Regions from separate parts of the Mus musculus genome. Here region 1 is linked to region 2. A link is a contact called in public Hi-C data. All regions are on one chromosome and are shown on one strand. The core of a region is the stretch at or near the end of the contact, and the rest is flanking DNA. Distances in the headings are between cores, read along the strand shown.

The links. A called contact is a pair of places that touch in the nucleus more often than the background predicts.
Region 1: a contact with region 2 is called in a Hi-C map of muscle stem cells, with 2.4 times the contacts expected there. The contact joins two enhancer-like sites. A contact is called at or near these places in 1 of 15 datasets of contacts at CTCF or cohesin (the NIH/3T3 cell line), 9 of 484 Hi-C or Micro-C datasets (the C2C12 cell line, the HL-1 cell line, the N1E-115 cell line and 4 more), 2 of 115 datasets of contacts at active chromatin or transcription factors (embryonic stem cells and fibro-adipogenic progenitors) and 1 of 9 other capture datasets (embryonic stem cells).

Annotation. Positions count from the first base shown.
Region 1 is chr9:23,166,023-23,168,722 of GRCm38.p6, forward strand. No RefSeq gene overlaps it. Among named protein-coding and RNA genes, the nearest start is that of Bmper, 56 kb to the right of the region's middle. Within about 2 kb of position 1,364, at least 53 of the 459 cell types and tissues checked have an H3K27ac peak or open chromatin away from gene starts, as enhancers often do. A contact at or near this core is called in the N1E-115 cell line, adipose-derived mesenchymal stem cells and muscle stem cells, where this site is marked.
Region 2 is chr9:23,024,076-23,026,775 of GRCm38.p6, forward strand. All of the region lies in intron 1 of Gm36743 (a long non-coding RNA gene), which reads left to right. Among named protein-coding and RNA genes, the nearest start is that of Gm36743, 29 kb to the left of the region's middle. Within about 2 kb of position 1,381, at least 27 of the 459 cell types and tissues checked have an H3K27ac peak or open chromatin away from gene starts, as enhancers often do. A contact at or near this core is called in the N1E-115 cell line, adipose-derived mesenchymal stem cells and muscle stem cells, where this site is marked.

The DNA of each region.
Region 1 (2,700 bases), core at 114-2,613, 140 kb after region 2:
CTAGGATCAAACCTAGATTCAGTAGAAAGCTCTGAGTTTTGGACAAGGGCTCCAGGCTCCAATACAGAACAGCATCATGGAAGCTTTGGCACACAGAATTCTGTAGCTTTGTCAATGTCCTTCTGATGAGATTCAGCCAGGTATGTGCTGAGCCCTGGGGACATCTTATCACATGGCTCTTCAACTTTGTCACATTCATTCATTCCTCTAGTGTCTGTCCCCTTCCCTGGGATCTGGAGAGGCTAATACTCTAATAAGCTCATCGGTGCCTTCACCAGGCACCTGGTAAATGGAATAGCATTGTTCTGAGGCACTGTTGGTTTTGTTTCAACTCATTTAACTTTTCTGTAATTCTTTTTCCTTATTCTCTCATTTACCGGGAGAGCATCACTGCCCCTGTTCCCAGTGGCTATCACATGACTCCTGAAATATCACTCTGGGACACACATTTCTGATTCTCTTGTATATGAAATCAGGGCAAATGAAAAGGAGGAAGAAAGAGAAAAATTGTGGGATTTGCTTGGGGGCACACTTTTGATATTAAGAATGTGAAAGCTGAATTTGGTTTTTCTAACATTTGTTTTGGAAAGGATGTAAATGGTTGAATCTAACATGCTTTTAATACATTAGAGGAAGTTTTCTGAAAGAAGTTCCTCATATTGAAAGTGAAAAGGGTTTAAAAGTATATTTTTCAAATATACTTTGGGCTATTTCAAACACTGTTGGCTCCATACCAGATTCTGAGTGGAAAGGGACACCTCTGGGCTCCAAAAACCTTCCATGAACATGTCCCATGTCTGGATTTCTAATACCAATCTGCCCTGACTTTACTATTCATCTTCTACTCTTTGTCTTGAAGGAAGACCACTTGTGCATGGGTCAAGGGGTCAATTCCAAGGTTATGTCTTAAGTTACGGGAAGTAGTGCTCATATTCCCTCTCGTTCCCGGTCATTGTCATGTTCTGGGCTAAGCATGTGCCCAAGAATCAAGGGAGTGATCTAAAAGGCTGGCATATGGCTATGTTCAGCTGACCTGAAACCAATTATGAGATTTTTAAAAGTTTTTAACAGATCAGAGAGAAATGAAGGAAATTTCAAAGTCAGGTTCTTGCTGCTCATGCAGAGTGCCTGGTATGTGTGGGTACCTGCCAGAATCTCATGCCAGAGCTGGCACTCAGAGAGCCTTTTTCCTGCCATTGTCCTAATCTGGGTGCTTCAGGGTCCCTCTGAGTCTGTCTGTATGCATGTCTGGTCTTCTTCCTCACATCCACCCTCTGCTTCTATTGGTAATAAACATTGTTCTGCTTGCCCTCATGGCCTCCTTTCACAGCGCCGTAAAGGAAGCCAGGAGGAGAAGATGAGTCATCTTTTCTTTTAGATCTCTCATAGCAGTTCTACTCATTCTTGGATTACACCAAGCCAGGGATTTGATGTAGGCAGTGAAGAAACTGAATCCATTTAAGGATGGAGGCTAGAGAGAGCATTGATTAGGAAAACCTCTAGAATCCAGGGGTGTTTGTTTGTTTGTTTGTTTGTTTATGCTTTACCTATCTCTGAAATCCCCTACCTCTAAAAAGATAAAGGCTTCAGGCCACCAGTATGGCTCTTTTCATTAGTTTTAATTACTTTTACTCTTTTTTTTTCTTCTCCTGCTGAACAAATTCTCCATAAAGGTTATTCAGGTTAATACTTAAAAGTATGTTCAAAGTGCTGAGTTATAGAGGTTTACAAAATGACCAGTACTCATGTGACAGGAGCCGGCCCCCAGATGGACTGTATCTTGAACTTGCATTTGTACCGAATGAATCAGTTCCCCACAGAAGAGAGTAGGAGGAAGTGCCACAGAGGAGAGAGTATTGGTCATCTCTTGCTTGTTTAATGGCTCTTGGCTGCATCTCACTCCAAATCCTATCGCTCTTGGATGACATCCTTTCTGAGAATAAGATGTAGCAATGCGTAGAAGGAAGATGAGGTTGGGATGGGATCCAAATGCCATTCTTTTGAAGTCTCTCTGGCTGAATTAGTTCTGGGATCAGGCAGGGAAATATAATAACTGAAGTGAAGAACTTTTCCATTTAACATAAACAAATTTAATTAGAAACTGTGGAGACGCTGTTCTGGGCCAGATACTGACCAGGTGCATGGGATATGGAGATGAAAGATGAGCAGTTTCTGTTCTCGGGAACTTGGATGTCTGTGATAGCTTCCAAGAGTGGGTGTAATAAATTTATGATAAATCACTTCACACTAGGGGTGGTATGTGGCTTGAAGGAGGTGACAGAAAATTGCTGTGTCATTCTAGGCACTACACACTCTTTAACTCTGAGTACAAAGGCAGTCTGCCACCCGTTGATCCTGGAGGTTAGCCAATGAATGAATTTGAGAGTCATGGAGAGAGTCAGGAGTAACAGGTGTGAGAAGACAGGACCAAAGCAAAAGGAAGGGACGAGACAGCCTGAAAGGCCACAGATTCGGAAAAGTGTAATAGACAGACTGGGGCAATCTGGGTGGCTTTTTTCCTTTAATCATCATCTAGGTCTTAGATGATTCTAGGGCAAAATAAGAAGACAAAAGATGACGTAGCTTTTTGTTGTGTGTCTGTCTAAAGTTTAAAACACTGTTTTGATGAAAATTATTTATTTTAGAACTGTCTTTTTGGTTTAAAATCTTCCTTATGGCAACACACAAAAAATTGGCAGA
Region 2 (2,700 bases), core at 131-2,630:
ACGAATAATCCACCAAATGGGCAGCGGACACAATCAGACTTTTAAATGAAGAAAAAACAAATAGCTGATAAATATGTGAACTGTTCAACATTCTTAGCTACCTGGGAAATGCTACATGGAGAACCCATTTCACCCTAGGCCAAGGGTAAAGTCTAGAAGATAAGAAGCAGCACAAGCTGGTGAGGACGCTGGGTTGGGGAGGAGCCGCTGGTGGGCATGTGAACTAGTGCAGCTGCACTGGAAACTGGTACAGAGGCTCCCTCAAAAAACTAAGAATAGAACTACCATGTGATCCAGCCACACTGTGATCCAGCCACACTGTGTGATCCAGCCACACCGTGTGATCCAGCCATACTGTGTGATCCAGGCACACTGTGTGATCCAGGCACACCACAGGCTGAATAGAACTACCATGTGATCCAGCCACACTGTGTGATCCAGCCACACTGTGTGATCCAGCCACACCACAGGCTGAATAGAACTAACATGTGATCCAGCCACACTGTGTGATCCAGGCACACTGTATGATCCAGGCACACCAACAGGCTGAATAGAACTACCATGTGATCCAGCCATACCATGTGATCCAACCACACTGTATGATCCAGCCACACTGTGTGATCCAGCCACACTGTGTGATCCAGGCACACCAACAGGCTGAATAGAACTACCATGTGATCCAGCCATACCATGTGATCCAGCCCTACCACTGGCTGTTCACTGGATGGAATCTAAGATCTCGACAGAGATGCCTGACACACATCAACAGAGGCCCTTTTACTGCATCTTCACTGTCATCATTGCTAGGAATGAGCAGAGAATATGAATGACTTTTCTTTTCACATCATCACTGGCACTGAATAACCTGCTGGTGTTTGCTGATCTGGTAGATTACGTCTCTTGGTTATGTGTCTGGCAAGTTTGCCAGTCATCTGTTTGGCTTTCCTCTGCTTGCTTATCTATGCTTGGATTGTTATCTTTCATTTACGTTGCAAATATATTGCCCAATTTGCTATTGTTATATTAATTTTTGTGGTAGTTTTTTTACTTCGTAGAACTTTTAACTTCTTGTACATTCAGATGGTTAAATCTATCAAATATTTAAACTAAAATTGTTAGCTTTTGCTGTTGAATTCTGTTCAATTAAAACTTGCCGTTACGTGTGCTGTGCGAAAGAACATTAGGGGTATAAGTAACAGTCAACTTTGTCTCAGGGGAAACTGGAAATTTAGTTTTGGGACAAGATAGATAAAACTATAGTCAATAATATAAGCTGTCCACGATGAGTGTCAAATATTTGGCACAGTACTAGGTGATTTCATGTTTGCTGCCGGGAAACAGAGAGCAGAGAGAACCAGGGGCTGCTGAGTCCATGACTGGATCAGCCAGATGACTCATGGCAGCATAGGATGTCAGGGCCGGAACGGCCTGGAGAACGACTACTCCGATCTCTGCACATGGAATAAGCATTCTGACTTAGCAGTGACTGAGCTCCTACCCACACGATAGCTGCACTGTCAGTCCCACCAAAGGCTCTCCAAGGTGACGTGGGCTAGCTACCTCAGGCTGTGTTCACTCCAGGTTCTCAACACTGAGAACAGTTGTCACTCAGCCTACTACAGTTCCATTGAACCTGCTAGTGCCAACACCAGAGTCCCATTGCTGTGAGTGGGGTCCCGGGGTACAAAGGCAATCAAGGCTGAGGGACTTGTCAGATGTGCTCCTTGGCTCAAACTCTTTCTCTCTGACTGGGGCTCTAGGTCTTAAGAGAGTAGGTTTCTATGTGGGACCTTCCCTTTGATCTGAATGTTGGGATTCTACTCTCTTCTTTATTTCATACAGCCATTGAACAACAGCTTCTTAATTGTATGGCTCCTTGTCAGTGTTTGATTGTTTTTTTACCATAAGAGTTTCCAAAGCACCTGGAACTCAGGGTACTCTCCCTAAGAGTGAGGGCAGGAAGTCAGGCATGGCAGTTCATCTGACAGCAGGAAGAAGGCTAAGGCAGGAGGATCACTGGGTATTTGAGAATAACTGAACTTACAGAGTGAGTTCCAGTCTAACCTGTGATACAGAATGAGACCCAGTTTTGGACAAACAAACCCAAATAAAAACAGGAAGTAACAGCAGGATCTGTTAACTGGTGGGGCAGCTCGGTAGCACTAAGGGTGCCTTCTCTATCATCTTTGCCTTCTTTTGATTTCAAAATAATTATAGATCACAGTAAACTGTAACAAAAGCAGTGCAGAAAAAGCCCAGGAGCCTAGCACCCAGCTTCCCCCTGCAGTGATGAAATGAGAACTTTGATTGGCTCAAGAGCATCAGGCACCTTGTGGATGCTGTTCCCATCCTTCAGCCTCAGGCACGCGCTGTATGTTCGGTGCTTTCTGTGCTGTAGATTCACATGACCGCAGATCTAGCTCTGGAACCGCTCCAGCGGCCCAGGAACTGCTCACCAAAGACACCGCTTCCAGCAGGACTCAGGTTACCTGTCTTCCATCTCTACAGTGTTCCCTTCATCTACGGGCAGTGGTTCTCAACTCCCACAGGGGTATCCTAAGACCATTGACAAACACAGATATTTACATTACCATTCACAACAGTAGCAAATTACAGTTATAATTAGTGACAAAGGTAGTTCTATGGTTGGGGCTCACAACAACGTGAGGAACTGTATTAAATGACTGCAGCACCAGGGAG